Linked DNA regions of Sus scrofa: all the other regions are linked to region 2. The links are chromatin contacts, called in public HiChIP or PLAC-seq maps. All regions are on one chromosome and are shown on one strand. Each heading gives the region's core, a stretch centred on a gene start, on an enhancer-like site or on the middle of the called end of the contact. The rest is flanking DNA. Distances are from core to core; before and after follow the strand shown.

Region 1 (3,452 bases), core at 69-2,568, 170 kb after region 2:
TGTGTGCCAGACCCCTCTCCAGGGACTTGAGGTCTAGAAATGAACAAGGCCACATTCTTGCTCTTGGGGAGCTTATATTCTAGTGTGTCCCTGTCCCCTCAGCACTCTGTGGGGGTGAGAATGTTTGTATCTATCCGGCCAGCATGGTAGCCACCAGCACCTTAAACGCAGCCAGCGTGATGAGGAACTGAATTTTTAGTTTTATTTCGCATGTGGCTAGTGGCGAGCATATTGGCCAGCACAGTTGATGGCAATAGTGAGGGGATTTCCACATTTACACTCATTTGCTAAGAAAGACAAACTACAGGATGAAATTAATCTTTTCCTCAGAATAGTGGAGGCTGCCTTTCTAGCATATGGCGGCCACCCCAGAAGTGGCAATGGACCCTCTCTCTTGTCCTCAAGGACGCTGTCTCCCTGAGAAGCCAAAAATGGCTCCTCACTTTCCTGGAGAGTCGTTCTCTTTGGGTCTTAACTACACTACTGAACACAGACTAGCAATTGGAGGACCCCCAACCTGTGTTTCATCTGGGAGAGCCGCTGACGGGGTCAGACCGAGCACGCTTGGCTTAGAGAGAATATGGTTCCTTCCCACTGGGTGAAGCAGAGTGAGGCTGGAGGCTGCCACCTGCAGGGAGGGCCGCTTTCCATTGCTTTGGGTGTTTGTAAGTGTGACTCCTGCTTTGCTATCCAGTGTCATTGCCCCTGAGGAGTCTCCATGGCCCCCCTCCCCCAACCTCGCCAGGCTACCCTTCCTCATCAGGCCACATCTGGCTCTTCTGTTTTACCTCTCACTGTCATCCTGGGGAATGGAAACAGCCCAGCTGCCTCCCCCAGTGTGAGGAAGGAGAAGAGAACCCACAGGACACATAACACATGGGCCATTGGAACTGGAAGGGGACTTTGAGCTCCATCTAAGCCCTTTCCGTTTTCCACGATCCCAGGAAGGTCAGAGACTTGCTCAGGATCACACAGTGATAGAGCCACAGACCAGAATTGGCTGTCCCCCCAGCTCAGCCCTTCTCCCGGGGGCACCCAATGGATAGTCAAAGCGGTGGGAAGAAGTGATGGGTTGGAGTCATGTACATGACAATAATTTGTGAGTCCTGGGTTCTAAGTTAGCTCTGCACCAACTCACCGTGACCTTCAGGAAGTCGTTTTTCTCTCCAAGCCTCAGTTCCCTGCCCTATGGAATGGAGAAGTTAGACTCTGCCCTCAGTCCAGTGGTGGAGGGCAAGGGACACAGGACACAGGGTTCCTAGGCAGCTGGCTCACGAGCTGGTTAAGGAAGAGCCTCAGTTAATTAGGACAGAAAGAATCAAGCCCTGCATTGTGACATAAGATCACCATGTGTTGGCCTGAGAGGAATCCAGGCCGACCGCAGTCAGGGGTGACATTTGAATGTGGCAGTAAAAATAAATGGTGTGAAAAATTCTTAGGCACGCTTGGCCTTGAAAGCCACAGAGAGCTAAGTCAGGTACTCTTTGTGAATCGGAAATGTAGGACCACGTCTTGCTCCTTGGAGCCAGTAACTGGATTGGATTCTTAAGCTTGCACGTTTGTAAGTTTAAGCCTAATGCTCTGCCTCTCTCTCTCTAAGCCTCTGCTTCCCCATCTTGCAAAACACCTAAAAGACGTGCCCTGAGGATTAAGTAAGATGGTTACCTGACACTTCCTCCTTCCCCGCCTCCTCCCCTCGCACCCCACTTATTTCCTGCATCCCAGGAAGGGGGCACGTTTGGCTCTTTGCAGACTCTGCTCCCTTCACATCGGGGGTGGTTGGAGCTGTTCTCCAAGGCTGTAGCGCCTCAGTGTGGAGGGCTGTGGTAAGGCCGGGGGCAGCTGTGGGAGGAGGTCCAAGAAGGAAGTAGGACCCAAGACCGCACAGAGGGGAGAAGCCTCTCAGCACAGGAGCACCTGCCTGGAGCTCAAGAAGTGTTGCGAGATCAAAAGGACATCGAGCAGCACAGTCTAAGCCAAAAAGCCAGAGACACAGCCTGGTGATGTGCCAAGAGCACAGCTTGGGGACTTAGGACACCTGGCGTCCTGTGCCTGTCGTTTACCTGGGCGGTCTTAGTTCCTCATCTGCCACACGAGAGGATTGATCTCCAAGGCCTGAAATTCTGTAAGCATCCTAAATATCATATCTTAATACCTATACCGTCAGCAGAATTTGTGATCTTGGACACACACTTAACAAACATACACACGTCATCATGCTCAGAGGGGCCCATCGTGGTCCTAGGTATTAGCAGACATCTGATAAATCTAGCTATTCCAGGCTATGCATGGGATACTGGACGAATGGTTTGTATTTTTCTATCCATAAAATAAAATTACTGATTGACTTCTGGTTCCTGTTCCCTTTCCTCCTAAAGCATCAAGGGAGGAGGGCTTGTGAGGTGGAAGGGCTCCCAGCTCCCAGAAATTTAATGGGAAAATAAGACCTTGTTTTTTTTTAAAAAAAAGAAAAAACAAACAAAAAACCCTAAACCCTCCTTTGACGAGGCTTCCTAAGGTCCCCAGGGTGGCACTGTGCTTTCTGCCCACCCAAGGGGGTATTGCCTCATTCTCTGAGCTCTGGGAACTGAGGCCCAGGGGATCAGACAACACGACAAAGGGGTGATGGTCTTGGGGGCGGGAGTCGGGCCAGCAGCAGACAGGAGGCTGCCCGGAGAGCTGGGACCACTCTCACTTCCCAGCGTGTTTGCTCAAGTCCTTTGTGATATAGAAAGTGCCCCCCCACCTCCCCCATGCCCCGTGAAAGGGGAAGCAGTAAGCCACATCAGGAAATTGAACCTGACCTCTCAGCCGCCTCACTGCGCTGGAACAGGGAGGGTAGAATTTCCTGGGATTTTAGCTGCAGCGTAAACCTCTCAGGCATCAGCCAAGAACTGTTCTGTCCAGGAGAATTCCAGACCAGGCTTAACCTGAGAGTTGGAGAAAGTTGGGAAGGGCAGTCGGCAGGGGTGGAGAGGGAGCCAGTGGTGGAGGAATGCAGACCTTGAACTTGCCATTCCTTCTTGCCATTTCACATACCTGTACCAGAGCCCTGGAATGAGCTTTTGTTACCCAGGGAACGAGCTCAGAGAGGTTAGGTCACTTACGTGGGGTCTGGCATCTAGAGAGGGAAGTTGCAGATTCCAGCCCCACTCTGTGACTCTGAGTCTGTCCTGGCCACTCTGTTCAACCCCTCCCTTAAGTACCAAGCTATGACTTTTGGCCATGTAACAGCCTAAATCAGGTTTAAATGGTGGCAGGAGTGAGATGAGGATATATTCATGACAAAGGAATCAGATCATCCAGTTTCAACTGGTTCTGGGACTGAGGCCTCCCATCTCTGACATTAGATACCTAGGTTCCTTCTTAATGCTACATTGGTCTCGGTAGCCATACCAACCAATGCTCAATTGATGTTACTTTTTGTGTGTGTGTGTCTTTTTGTCTTTTCT
Region 2 (3,094 bases), core at 244-2,743:
CCATCGTGGTGCAGTGGAAACAAATCCGACTAGGAACCATGAGGTTGCAGGTTCGATCCCTGGCCTCACTCAGTGGGTTAAGGATCTGGCGTTGCCCTGAGCTGTGGTGTAGGTCACAGATGTTGCTGGGATCTACGTTGCTGTGGCTCTGGCGTAGGCTGGGGGCTACAGCTCTAATTAGACCCATAGCCCGGGAACCTCCATATGCCACAGTGCGACCCTAAAAAAGACAAAAAAAAAAAAAAAGGCTGCCCTTTTATTTTTCTGAAACTCTTTGTGAATTATTGTCCTTCAAGATAATGGTAACCACAGATGTTGGATTTTTTTAAAATATTGCTTAGCAAAATAAAAAAAAAGTTGCAACCATGATCTGACTTTATTTATTCGAGATTCTTCTGGGATTTTTTGTTTGCCTTGTTTTTCTTATTTTGTAATTCATAAAAATCTAAAAGTCTGGAAACTATGTATGGAGTTTACAAACGTCAGGTGCCACTTTGTCCACCAGATGGCAGAGCAGCTCTACACTTGGCTTCGCAAGGCTCCACCTTCTGCTGCCTCTGCCCATTCTCCCTAGGCAAAAATCACCCGTTCATCTTTCAAAAAATATCTTGTTTCCTCTTTTTAGAATCTTCCCGCAAGGAGTATTTTGAACAGAGGTATTTTACATTTCAGCCTAGAAATGAACTTCCCCCATGGTGTTGTGTTTAGGCTTGCCATCTTTTAAAAAATATTATTCATTATAAATCTCTATTAATAAAACAAAGACCTAACCTAGCTGATGATGTTAGGAAAAGAGGGGACATAATTGATCCTAAATATTTATCCTTCTCCCTTCTAACTCCAACCCCCACCAGCAACCCCCCCTCCACACACACACACCTGAAGCTCAGGACAGGGACGCTCGGGGAGGGAGGGAAGGAGGAAAATGTAGTTGGTGTAATGGAATGGAATCTGATACCTTAGGTCCAGGAAAATAGAGCCACTAACTAGAAACAAAGAGGAGCGCCATACTGCCACCCAGTGGTGTGTGCGAGCTGATTCTTTGTAGATTTTTGCAGACAAGACCTTTCTGTTTATGTAACACACCTGAGGACTTTACACGACACTTTATTACACCGATCTTCTGGCCCCACCAGTACCTGATAGGGTCAGGCCTGCCGGAACCTAGCAGTCAGTGTATCGGCAGACCTTTGACTTCCGGTTACTGGCTTGCCCAAATGGTAGGTCCGTGAGGACCTAAATAGTCTCTGCTGCCTTGCAGATCCAGTGACTATCACAGCGGACTATTTGTGCACCCTTAGAGCCAAAGCACTACCCTAAGGCTTCACTGTTATCTGAGCAAGAGACTCAGCCATCGCATGTGGTCAACTTTCTTTAAAATCCCCCATTTCAAAAATCTGAGTAAATCTTGGATTCTCCCCCCAATGCTTTGTCGTAGGAGGAACTGACTGGCTGTCTAAAAAGGCCCACGTCTTCCTGAGAACATCTTGCTAAAGTCATCACTTCCTTGTCCTAGGCCAAGACCACAGAGCCTAGGAAAGAACTCAGGGACATCTGTGGGTGCAGAGGATGGAAAAAAACAGTATCATTTTTTTCCCTATTTCAGTTTGGCCTGAGGGACTATTCAGAATACCCAGGGTCAGCCCTGTCTTCCTCATTCCCTCCCGCCCCCCTTCCTTCCTTCCTTCCTTCCTTCTGCGTTTTACTTTCACTTCCCAAATCACCCCTCTACTACACTTTGGGATTGAACAGATTGGGGTTCAAATTCAGACCACCTCCCTTGCTAGCCAGGTGACATTTTAATGTTTCTTGATCTTGTTTCCCATCCCTTAAAAGAGGATAATGGAACCTCACCAGTGCCCTCGTGTGGGCCTTCATCCCCTTTCCTTAAAAAACATCCTCATGCTTCCAAATTCCACGCTCTGTTCCTACCTTCCCATCCAAACTCAATTTCCTTCAGTGTCAGGCTACATCAGATTCTGAGAAAGCACCCTAAAGGAATTAATGTATGATAATGTGAAAAGGACGAATAATAGCCTCTCCCTCTCAGATCCTAGAGTTAAATAAGCCTCTGTCAGAATTGCAGAACTTCCAAATGATTAGATGTGAGTTCGAGGTCATCTGGTTCAAATCCCATATTCTCCAAATGATGCAACTGTATCCTGGAGACATCAGGTAGATGGTCCAGAGTATCTCCTAGAAGAGCACAGACTGGGACACAGTAGACACAGTGTACTGACCTCTGCCCAGATTCCTTCCAATATCCTACACTGCCTCTGGGAGTCTATTCCTGCCTCTCCTCCTGGGCCTCTTCCCGTTGTCAGCTTCAGAACCCGTTAGTACCATTCTCCTCCCCTCTCCTCTCTTCCTAATTATCACTGTTGCCGGTGGCTGATGTAAAGACCTCATTCACATTATCCCGAACTCAATGTTCAGTATTCCTTAGGGAACGGCCCTAAGCTCCACATGCACGATAATTTAGAATGGAGTTGTTTTGGGAGAACAAGTAGAAGAAATTTCTGGAAGTGAGAAAACTACATGAGCAAAGGCAGGCAGGTGTGGAGCCTTTATATCAGTGACTATAAGACAGTACAAATGACATAAATACAAACTGAAAGGCCACAGATCAGACCTAAATTTCAACTGGGAGGATGACAACATCTGTGAGCAGAAGGGGACCAAGGGGAAATGATGCGGTTCACATTCAGCTGCTGCATCTATTAGGGGGAAAAAATCAGAAAGTTGGGCAGCAAGTGGGAAGGAAGATTCTGTGCAGAGAAGTAAAAGTGATGGGAGAACACAGCTCTATAAGGCTTGGTCCGCTCTGCTGGCCATTTCCCATCCTCACAGCCCCAGGGAGCCTTATAAAATGTGAACACTCAGGACTTTTTGGCAAATTAAATCAGAATTCTGGGGAGTGAGGCTGCTGTAGACCGAAGATCTGTGCCCTCCACCACCAAAAGGGAAGTCCTAATCCCAAATATGGTAATATTAGGAGGTGGGGCCTTTAGTGTGGCTATTTCATGAGGGTGGAGCCCTTATGAAGGGGATTAGTGCCCTGATAGGAGAGGCCTGGGGCTCCCTCACCCTTTCC
Region 3 (3,298 bases), core at 603-3,102, 230 kb after region 2:
AAAGAAGACTATTATTTCAGGACACAGCTCAGTAATTATAGGAAATCCAGACTCTCTAATAAAGCTTCATTGGCACACAGCCAGGCTCGCCATGACCATCTTGCCTCCAGCTGTGCCTCCGATACAAAGGCAGGGGTGAGAACAAGAGCACAGAAGACCTGCAAAGCCCGAAATATTCACTACTTAGTGCTTTATAGAAAAAGTTTGCCCATCTCTATTGTCGGCCATGGTGAAATATTTGGATTTTGTTTGGATTTTTGTGGCAGAGTCCAGCCTAGAAACCATTCCCACAGCCTAACAAATGAATGGATCAGTGGTGTCCAGTAGCTGGCAAAGCGACAGCCAGCATTTAGTGAGGGCTTATCCCTACCAGGCACTCCTCTAAGTACTTTACCTGTGTAAATTTCTCGCATCTTCTCAACAATTATTATTCCCAGCTGACAAAAGAGGAAACTGAGTCTTAGATTCAACAACCTGCCCAAGGTCACCTGGCTGGATTTCTTGGAGCTGAATTCCAGCCATGTCAGCCTGGCTCCAGAGCCTGGACTAATAGTTTGAAATATATTTTTTATAGAAGTTTTTAAGACCTTCCAGAACAGAACAGAACACTGAGGCACAAGGGGAGACCTGGGTTCCTTGTTTGTACATGAAGGCCCCTCCCACCCCCCGGAGGGTGTGTGTCAGTCATCCTGGGAGAATTGTGAGCCAAGACTTGAAGCTGCAATTGCTGCCCTGAGGTCCATTTCCTTCTGAAATCAGCTCTTACATGGGCTCTGTTTTCAGAATGACCTGTTTGATTATAGAAGTTTCAGCAAGAAGCCTGAAGAACAAAAGCTTAGGGGGCCCTTTCCTTTTCCAGCACATCTAACCTATTGCGGTTCCTATGGGGACAAAATGCTGCCCCAGCCACCTGACATCTAAGGATGTATGGAGCACATGCCACCATGCTGGGCACATTGGAGAGTGTGCTGGATTCGTACCTCCCCTTATGCTGTAATGACCCTCCCCATTTGACAGATGAAGACGTGGCTGCCAGGAGACAAGGCGTCTGCTCGGGGCCCAAGTGACAAGCCTGGGTCTGTCCACCTCCCACCCCTTACTCATCCCACTAAGTTTTGCTGCCCATAGGCAGCCTTTGTCTCACTCAGTACCTAGTAACCAGAGGCTGCTGCTCTGGTTTGGAAACTCCCCAACCCCTCTGTGTAGGTCTATAGCAGTGCTCAGAGAATCCCAACATGGTGTGAACCGGCTGGCCTGCATCTGCTGGGAAATGCAGGCTGGGCCACCTCTTGTGCTGGCTTTGGGAAAGGCCACAGAGGTTTCACAGGAGCTGTGAAAGGTTAAGAAGAATGTTTAGGCACCTCTTGTCCTTGCAGCAAAAACCCCAGGGGCTTCTACACATGGGGAAATCCCCTATTTTTCTGACCCTTAAAACAGTCCATCCTTCGCCTACTTACTAGATCTCCTTTTCAGAATTTTTTCCCCTCGACAATCTAGGATGACCAGGGGCGTGATGTTTATTTCTCTAAAACCTGTCCCATCACCACCACCCCAACAAATGCTACTCCTGTGAGTACGAAAACATACCATGGGGACTTCATGAAATGGGGAGCAAAGTGACAAATTGGCTATCAGCAGTGAGACCTTTCACATACAAGGGGGTCAGTAGACACTTTTCCATTAGAAAATATGTAGAAGGTCACTCCCTGACCACTACTCTCCAACCTCATCTTTCCCCTCCATTCGCTAAGCAGCCACAATCTGCTGCCTTCCCCTGCTGAGCTCCTCTGTGGGCTGCAGGCTGAAGTGAAGGCGATGAGAGTAGGAAGGACCATGCAAACCACAAGGGCATGTCACCCAAAGCTGCCTTGCAGCATTTCCCCCACGGACCATTTGTCATCTGGGTCCAGTGGACTATTGTGACATTTCTCAAGGCTTGCAAACAGTTGACAGCACATCTGTGGGGGAATAAGATACACTCATTATCTCCCAGAGGGTAATTTAAAGCAAGATCTTGAATGCTCTGAAAAAAATTATAAGACAAGCAGCCTTTTAGGCTCCGAAAAAAAGGGCCCTGTTTCCATCTCAGATGGAGAGTTCATTATTGTTCATTCACTCACTCATTTGACAACCTGTTTCAGGTGCTGTTGTGGGTCAGTTTCCCTGGGAAAAGGATGCAGAGACAGAGATTTGTGTGTAGGAACTGATAGCCATGCTCTCAGGAAAACACTTGTGATGGGACAGAAAGAGAAGCTGAATGGGGATGCTGTCATAACAAAGGCCTCAGCTAATTCTGACCCCAAGGGGAGCTCTGGAGCTGGGCCATTTCCCTTCACAGTTACTCTACCTGGGGGCAAGGGTACAGGGCCTTTCAACTCCTCTTGGGGGTCCCATGGAGGAGGTGTGACTTGGGTAAAATGCTTCTCCCCACTGAGGGTAATTCTCAGAGAAGGACCCAACTAACCAGCCTCCCAGAGATGGAGGGAGAATCTGGGTAGAATACCTGAGTGTACACCACAGGTGTCAATTAAGGAAAAGCATTTACTTTTTTTTTTTTTTTTTTTTTTTTTTTTGCCTTTTCTAGGGCCGCTCCCACGGCATATGGAGGTTCCCAGGCTAGGGGTCTAATTGGGGCTGTAGCCACTGGCCTACACCATAGCCACAGCAACGCGGGATCCAAGCCACGTCTGCGACCTACACCACAGCTCACAGCAACGCCAGATCCATAATCCACTGAGCGAGGCCAGGGATCGAACAAGCAACTTCATGGTTCCTAGTCGGATTAGTGGATCACTGCGCCACGACGGGAACTCCCAGGACAAGCATTTACTTTAACCACTCTTACTAATTTTTCTCTGAAATGGATTACCACAAGAAGCTGATGTGGGAACATAGAAAGTTCCCCATATATTTAAAGTTTCACTACAACTGATGCAATTTAATAAACAATTATTTAACACTATCCTATAGCAAACAACCCAGAAGTCCCTCTAAAGTGAATGGGCAAATAAACTGTGGTAAATTCATATCATGAACTACCACCCAAGCATAGAAAGGAATGAACTCATGACACAAGAAACTCAAAATAATCATGCCACATAAGAACAATGACAGTAAGCAGATCAGTGGTTGCTTGAAGAGGGGAGATGGAGAGGGATGGGAGAGAGGGTTACAACAGGCAGGAGAAAATTTGGGGGATGATGGATATTTTCAATATTTTGATTGTGATGCTTTCATGGGTATATGTAAATATCAAAATTTATCAAATTGTATATTTTAAATATGTACAGTTCATTAT

Evidence for each region. HiChIP or PLAC-seq counts read pairs in DNA pulled down with a chosen protein or histone mark.
Region 1: an H3K27ac HiChIP or PLAC-seq map of alveolar macrophages shows a contact between it and region 2. The contact joins two enhancer-like sites. A contact is called at or near these places in 7 of 47 Hi-C or Micro-C datasets (alveolar macrophages, epiblast stem cells, fetal heart ventricle and 4 more) and 2 of 2 datasets of contacts at active chromatin or transcription factors (alveolar macrophages and skeletal muscle).
Region 3: a contact with region 2 is called in an H3K27ac HiChIP or PLAC-seq map of alveolar macrophages. The contact joins two enhancer-like sites. A contact is called at or near these places in 3 of 5 promoter capture datasets (fetal liver, fetal skeletal muscle and liver) and 1 of 2 datasets of contacts at active chromatin or transcription factors (alveolar macrophages).

What each region holds. Positions count from the first base shown.
Region 1 is chr9:49,717,228-49,720,679 of Sscrofa11.1, forward strand. All of the region lies in intron 1 of UBASH3B (ubiquitin-associated and SH3 domain-containing protein B), which reads left to right. Among named protein-coding and RNA genes, the nearest start is that of CRTAM, 63 kb to the right of the region's middle. Within about 2 kb of position 1,319, at least 17 of the 83 cell types and tissues checked have an H3K27ac peak or open chromatin away from gene starts, as enhancers often do. A contact at or near this core is called in alveolar macrophages and retroperitoneal adipose tissue, where this site is marked.
Region 2 is chr9:49,546,143-49,549,236 of Sscrofa11.1, forward strand. No RefSeq gene overlaps it. Among named protein-coding and RNA genes, the nearest start is that of UBASH3B, 83 kb to the right of the region's middle. Within about 2 kb of position 1,494, at least 12 of the 83 cell types and tissues checked have an H3K27ac peak or open chromatin away from gene starts, as enhancers often do. A contact at or near this core is called in alveolar macrophages and retroperitoneal adipose tissue, where this site is marked.
Region 3 is chr9:49,775,144-49,778,441 of Sscrofa11.1, forward strand. No RefSeq gene overlaps it. Among named protein-coding and RNA genes, the nearest start is that of CRTAM, 5.4 kb to the right of the region's middle. Within about 2 kb of position 1,853, at least 2 of the 83 cell types and tissues checked have an H3K27ac peak or open chromatin away from gene starts, as enhancers often do. A contact at or near this core is called in alveolar macrophages, where this site is marked.